Linked DNA regions of Macaca mulatta: region 2 is linked to region 1. A link is a contact called in public Hi-C data. All regions are on one chromosome and are shown on one strand. Each heading gives the region's core, a stretch centred on a gene start, on an enhancer-like site or on the middle of the called end of the contact. The rest is flanking DNA. Distances are from core to core; before and after follow the strand shown. Region 1 holds the start of KHSRP (KH-type splicing regulatory protein). Region 2 holds the start of SLC25A23 (solute carrier family 25 member 23).

Region 1 (3,419 bases), core at 459-2,958:
AGATTAGCTGGGTGTGGCGGTACACACTTGTAATCCCAGCTACTCGGGAGGCTGAGGCAGGAGGAGCACTTCAACTGGAGAGGTGGAGGCTGTGGTGAGCTGAGGTCGCGCCACTGCACCCCTGCCTGGATGAGAGTGCGACTCGGTCTCAAAAAACGAAACAAAACAAAAAACGAAAACAGGACTCTATGGGACACAAGTTCCATCTCAGACACGTGAAGAGCAACTTTAAAGAAACCTCAACCCAGCAAACTTAGGATCAGAGTCCAGGTTTAGAAACCTAAATCATATTAAGAATCTTCCTTTCTACCAGTCTCCATTTTTCTATGTTGCCCTAGAGCCAAAGTTCATGGGACGCCCACAGGGGGCCTGTCCCCACCAACTGACAGCACCAGCTCCCTCCCTTCAAGCTGCCCCAGAATCAAGACGGTTCCATGGGCAATAAGACCAAGTGCACGCTAGAACCCACCCAACTCCAAGGGTGAGTTAGTCAGAGACCACAGAGGGCCAGAACACAGGCGTTCACCTAACGGGACCTCCCACCTTGGGAGGAGCCAGTCTCTAGCCCCGGAGGCATTGGGACAGCCCAGGAGCCGGTCGGTTTCCCGAAAGGCTGCAAAGTCCTCCCATTCTACAGACCACCAACCCTCCAGGCCATGAGGAGGCTGCAAATGGAGCTGGAGAGGTCAGTCCTAGTAGCATGTGACACTTCCTTGTTGTCATCACGCCTTAATACACGGTGGTGGGAGACCCTCCCTTCTTTCCCCCAGAGAGACAGACCACGCTTTCAAGCCACCAAAGCATCCAAAAGCCAGTCCCCATGCTCGTCTTCCCCATTTCGCACAAGTGCTCAGTCCTAGACAGGTCCCCATCCACTTTCCCGACTCAAGAGCAAGGACTGTCCCTCCCACCCCCACAATGTCCCTTCCTTCTAGGGAGGGAACAGAAATGGGATAGAGTTGGGGGCAAACACTGCCCTTTGCCCTGATATGGAGAGGAGAGTAAAGACTCTCCACCCGGGAAGGTGGACCCCTGCCTCCAGGCATGTCCTAAGGCGGGGGGCTAACGGGGGCTCCCAAAAGTGCGTCCCGGAGCTCAGGGGCACCTGCATACCCAGGGGCCGCTCCTGGTGACCCCCAGTGCGCCCCTACCCCCTGCAGGGGGGTCACCCGCAGGGAGCCCACTCGAGGCGCAGCGGGAGGGCCAGGCCCCCGCCTACCGCCCACGTGACCCCGCGACGGCCCGGGCCCCCCCTCCGCGACCCCGCGCGCGCGCGCGCACGTGACCCCCGCCCCCTCCCCCGCCTGCGCGCGCGCGCGAGCGCGCCCCTCAGGCCCTCGGCCTCCTCACCTGGCGGGCCCGCTGCACGGCGTCGGCGAAGGCGTCCTTGCGGATTCCCGGGCCGCCTCCGCCGGGTGGCTGAGAGGGGCCCCCGGCCGACCCCCCGCCCGGGCCGCCGCCGCCAGGGCCGCCGCCGCCCCGGTCCCCCGCGCCTGGCGGGCCCGGCGGAGGGCCTCCCCCGGCGCCCCCGGCTCCCCCGCCCCCGCCGGCGGGTGGCGGCGGCCCGGGCGGGGGTCCTCCCGTGCTGTAGTCCGACATGGCGCGGCGGGGCCGGGCCTGGCGCGGAGGCTGAAGCTGAGGAGGCGGCGGCGGCGGCGGCGGCTCAACGCGGGAACAAGGCCTCGCTCCACACGGCCGCGGAGCACTCTGGGAACCCAGCCGCTGGGAAGACGACGAGGGGGGAGAGGGTGGCCCCCTCCCGCCGCCGGCGTGACGGACGGCTCCTGCGGGCCAATGGGAGGCAGACGCCGCACCCCGGACGCCAATCGCGAGCTCTGAAGGAGGTGGCCAATCGGAATGCAACGAGGGGCAGTGGGCGGGAGGCTCAGAGTGACTGACAGCTCTCAGAGGCAATAGCTGCGAGCTGCCGGTGCTGGGCGGGCAAATGAAGGCGATCTGAGAAAGCAGGAGGCCCAATGAAACGCGAGTGCCAGATTCGCGGGGCGGCTTCAGAATTAGATTGACGGTTCTGAAGAGTCACGTGGACTGTAAGGCAGGGCCTAGTGAAAGACTCCTATGGACTGGCTGGGTGGGCGTTCGGCTTGATAGTCGTGGACAGAAGCCAATGAATGCACGTGAGAGGTGGTGCTTGTAAAGATGGGCAGTGAATTTAATCCAATCCCTGACGAGTTCTGGGTGATGAGGTTGGCTTTGGACTTTAATTGCTTCCCTTGTTAACCAGAATCCCTTTCTAGCCCTGACTTCTAAACCAATGGCTGAGCGACATGGGTGGGTGTTCGGTGACTGACACTGGTCTGGACAAATGGGAATGAAGGAAATCAAGGCGCCCAGTTTTGGTGGGAGCCAGTGGAAGTGCCGCTGCATTGGGGCGGGGTCGGCCACCAGACAGCGAGAGGGGATTAGCGGGAGCTGTAGTGAATGGCAGCCGACGTGGGCGGTGGCAACCGGCTGCCCGAACTCAGGCCTGACGTCTGGGTTAGCTCCCTGGGAGCCTGGCTGGGTAGGCCAGGCACGTGGCCCGCTTGAAGCGTTAGAGATCGACCGCTTCTGGGGGTGGGGAGGCCGGAAAGCAGGAAACCTGGGATCCCCTGGGCCCTCTTCTTTCTCGACCCCCCATCTAGAGCGTCCAGTTCTCTTGCAGGACTCAAGGAACCAGCCCCCCTACCGAGTCCAGAGCCGTTCCAACAACCGGGATCCAGGGATCACAGCCCCTCACTTCACACCCCTCACTCCCTTCGCATAATGCCCTGGGAATAGAGCCTCAAGCTCCTATCCTGGGTCCTCACCTCCTCTCCTGGACACAAATTCCCATTCAGTACCCAGAGGCGCAAGGTCCCCAGCTCCCCTACTGGGTCCAGGGATCTCATGCACCCAGTTCCACTCCTAGGCCCAGGTATCCAGACACGTTCAACAAAAACCATCTCTTTATTCCTCGTTGTGTGACATGTTCACCATTTCGCCCTGGAGCCAGGACGACCCACAAGGAGCCAGACTGGAGTCCACGTTTCTTGTCTCAGGCTGCACCGTGGGGAGGGAGCCCCGGGAATCTTCTGACGCAGCATCACCCCCCACCCACCAACCCCAGCCTCAGGAATCTTCTGACCCAGCGCCCCACCCCCACCCCACCCCCAGCCTGCTTTTGCCACCAACAACTGCTCCAGGGCCTGAGCCTTGAGGCCTTGAGGGCTCTTTGAGGCCAGGGGTCATCAGGTCCTCCTGTCCCATTTCTGCCTAGGCTGTGTCGTCCAGCTCACAGCCTATACGCCCAGGGTTTTCTTCATGGCTTCGTACACCACATAGCTGATGCCACCTGCTGGTAAGACCTTCAGTAGCGTGGGGGTCATGCCTCGGTACAGCCCTAGCCAGCCCTGCTGGGCCAGGATCCGCTGGAGGACTCC
Region 2 (3,419 bases), core at 295-2,794, 38 kb after region 1:
AGACTGTGAAACATGAGCAGCAGACGCTGTTCCCGCTCCTGGAGGTAGCGGGAAAATTCCTCCAGGTCAAGCCCGCCATCTGGGTCAGCGTCACCCTCAGAGGAGATACCCTGGCAGAGGAAAAGGGGACAGAGGTGACTCCAGCAACCTGCTCCTGATCTGGAGGGGACGCACGTCACCTTATGCCTTAGGAGCCCAGAGCCCCCAGTGCCTTGAGGAAGGGGACAGAAGGTATCACCCCACTTCTCCCTCAGTCGGCTAGCTTCTCAGTCAGATCCCTACAGCCACCACAGGTCTGTGCCGTGGGTGTGAGTGGTCTAGTTTTCCTGGTGAGCAAACTGAGGCTCTGCAAGGTCAAGCCACCAGTTCAAGGTCACAGAACCAGGAAATGGTAACCTTGGGTTCTCGTCTCTAAAGCCTGTCCTCCCAGCCGTCTCTTGTTTTTAGTTTTTATTTTTTTTTTAGGTACCTCATTCCTGTTGAACCCAACTGCCTCTTTAAAAAACCCTGTCCACATGGGGGTCCTAGGAGTTCCCTTTGGAGGCAGCCCTGGGTGACGTGGGGTAGGAGAGAACCAAGCGGAGTGGCTGAGGCCTTGGTTTTTCCCAGTTGGGAAGTGGGAGGTTGGACTGGTCTCGGGGACACTGTGGTTGTTTTAGGGCGATCTGGGGCTACAGGTGTGGGAAGGGCCTGCAAGGTGGAGGTGGGGGTGGCGGGGGGGCAAATCCTTGTGATAGGTGCATTTTCAGCTGCTGGTGACCGCAGATAGGATTGGGTCCCTGGCTGGGGCAGCCCGGGACAGTGAGCCAGGCCCGTGAACAGCCCATGAAAGGGCAGGCCAGGGAATGTAAACACAGGGACGGGGGGTAGCTGCAGGCCAGGGCAGTAGGTGCCCAGAGGATGGAGGGTGTGTCTCCTGGAGGTGGGAGCAGGGCACGTCTTGGGCTGTGCAGTCCGGAGGAGGGTGTGTCCCGGGCAGTGGGCAGGAAAGCGCCCCCATCTCTTCCCAGGCAGACGCCCCCTGCTCCCAGGGAGGGGGATCGGGTGTTGGTCGCGGAACTGCAGACTTGGGGCCTCGGCAGCCCTGTCTTGAGCGATTCCGTTAGGCCAAACACGAGTGGGTAGGGGGAAGGAGATAGAGACACAGACCCTGGAGTCTAGCCACAGGTAGTCCCTGGTGGCTCCGGCCGCCCCATTCCGGGGCTTAGGTGACCGCGAGCGGGCGGGGCCGGGAGGGGAGGAGGTCCCCGGGAGTGGGGGTACCTGTTGGGCGCCGGGGTCTGGGTTGCCCCCGCCCAGCCTGGCCAGCCCCTGGCGCAACTCGTGCACGTCCACGCGGCCATCCTTGTTACTGTCCAGCTCCTCGAACAGGCGACCCCAGCGCTGCCGCCGCTCCGCGTCACCCGGGCTCCCCCGCATGGCGCCCGCCCGGGGGGGAGGGGAGGCCCGGCAGCGGCGGCCTCAGCGGGGGCTTCTCGGCTCCCCCTCCCCCCCGGGACCCCGCAGGGTCAGCTCCCGCGGCCGCCGGCTCCGCAGCCTCCGTGCAGCCCGCTGGGCTCTGGCACTTGCGGGAGGTGGTGACTGCTAGCCGTCGCCGCCCGCGCCAGAACTTGCGTCTCCTCCCCCGACCCGCATTGGGGGGAGGGGACCGAGGGCGGAGCTGGGGGCGTGGGGAGGGAATGTCTGGGATGGTCTGGTATTGCACAGCCGAGGGAACACAAGAGTTCTTTCTGGGAAGAGGGGCTAGGGAGCTCAGTGGTCTCAGAGTTCCGCCTCTGCGTGCCTCAGTTTACCCTTTTCCCCTTTGCCCAAGGGGGCAAGGTAGAGAGCTGTCGGGGATTGGGTTTCATAATCCCCTTCCACTTGACCTCCCCGCCACACCCACTAATCTTCAGGAACTCAAGTTCTCGCTTCTGCCAGACGCACGCAAGAACCCTGCAACATCTCGCTCTCTCTCTGCCCGCCCACGCCGGACACCTTCTCCTCTCGGCCGCAGAAACAGAAGATCCAGGCGCTATGCGCTCCCACTGTCCTTTCCTCCCGCCCGCGCGCCTCCTTTCTCTGTCCCACTCCGACCGGGAAACAGAAAATCAACACGCGGCGCGGCTGCAAGGTCGGTTTCCTATTGGTCAGCGCCGCCTGGGCTGAGCCCGCCCGCCCCGCCTCTTCTCCCACCTGGGCGGGGCCTCTCCGCGGACCCCCGGCTGCCGCCTGCCCGCAGTCCAACCACCTGCCAGGCGATCTTAAAGAGGCCGCGGCCGCATTGAGACGCTGCGCGGCATGGGGAGGGGGTGGCTCAATGTCCCGGGCGCGGGGTTGAGGATCCCAGTGTTCGAGCGCTGGAGGCGGGGCCCCAGCCTGTAGCACTCGCTGCACCTGCGGAATGTCCCTACTACTAGTTTCAGGCGCAGTTTCTCTATTCACCATTAGGGGGAAGGCAGCCCAGACCACTTGACAGCGAATAATAACAAAAGCTCACTTTGATTCAGTGCGTTGCACATGCCAGGGCTTTTACTCACCTCTCGCGTCGTCGTTGCCGAAACCCTATAAGGTAGGTGGTACTGGCGTTCGCACTTTGCAGATAAGGAAACGGAGGTTAACTCATTCTCCCCAGTCCTGATGCCCACTAAGGGGCAAAGTAGGGGTTTAAAGAGATCTGGGATCCTTAACCATCACTCTATCCCCTAGAAGAAATTAATCCTTTTTTTTTTTTTTTGAAACGGAGTTTCTCTGTTGTTGCTTAGGCTGGAGTGCAATGTCGCGACCTCGGCTCACTGCAACCTCCGCCTCCCGGGTTCAAACGATTCTCCTGCCTCAACCTCCCGAGTAGCTGGGATTACAGGCGCCCGCCACCAGCCCCAGCTAATTTTTTTAATTTTTAGTGGAGACAGGGTTTCACCATGTTGGCCAGGCTGGTCTCGAACTGTTCACCTCGTGATCCATCCGCCTCGGCCTCCCAAAGTGCTGGGATTATAGACATGAGCCACCGCACCCAGCCGTGAGTTTTGTATTTTTAGTAGAGATGGAGGTTTCACCATGGGGGCCAGGCTGGTCTTGAACTCCTGATCTCAGGTGATCCTCCTGCTTCAGCCTCCCAAAGTGCTGGGATTACAGGCGTGGGTCACCAGGCCCGGCCTGGCCTAATTATTCTTTAATCATCACTCGTCACCCAAGGGTCCTCAGGAGGGGGTCTTGTTATTATCATCATCGTTTATCCAAAGATACAGCATTGGCCAGGCTCAGTGGCTTAGGCCTCTAATTCTAGCACTTTGGGAGGCTGAGATGGGAGGATCGTTTAGGGTCAGGAGTTCGAGACCAGCCTGGGCAATATAGCAAGATACCCATCTCTACCAAAAATAAATAAATAATTTAAAAAAAAAAAAAGAAGAAGAAAAGAAAAGAGACAGAGAGAGAGAGAG

What was found. Hi-C and Micro-C count contacts between places; a contact is called where the count stands out from the background.
Region 2: a contact with region 1 is called in a Hi-C map of liver, with 1.6 times the contacts expected there. The contact joins the promoter of SLC25A23 here to the promoter of KHSRP in region 1. A contact is called at or near these places in 2 of 14 Hi-C or Micro-C datasets (fetal cortex germinal zone and liver).

Annotation. Positions count from the first base shown.
Region 1 is chr19:7,300,323-7,303,741 of T2T-MMU8v2.0, forward strand. KHSRP (KH-type splicing regulatory protein) reads right to left here and starts at 1,709. Exons shown (of 20, transcript XM_077979602.1): 1 at 1,351-1,709. The coding sequence starts at 1,599. SLC25A41 (solute carrier family 25 member 41) reads right to left here. Exons shown (of 7, transcript XM_028839863.2): 7 at 2,928-3,419. The coding sequence ends at 3,279.
Region 2 is chr19:7,338,414-7,341,832 of T2T-MMU8v2.0, forward strand. SLC25A23 (solute carrier family 25 member 23) reads right to left here and starts at 1,545. Exons shown (of 10, transcript NM_001257915.1): 1 at 1,264-1,545; 2 at 1-110. The coding sequence starts at 1,419. It overlaps LOC106994620 (a long non-coding RNA gene), which reads left to right. Exons shown (of 6, transcript XR_003725139.2): 1 at 1-231; 2 at 1,896-2,113; 3 at 2,431-2,551.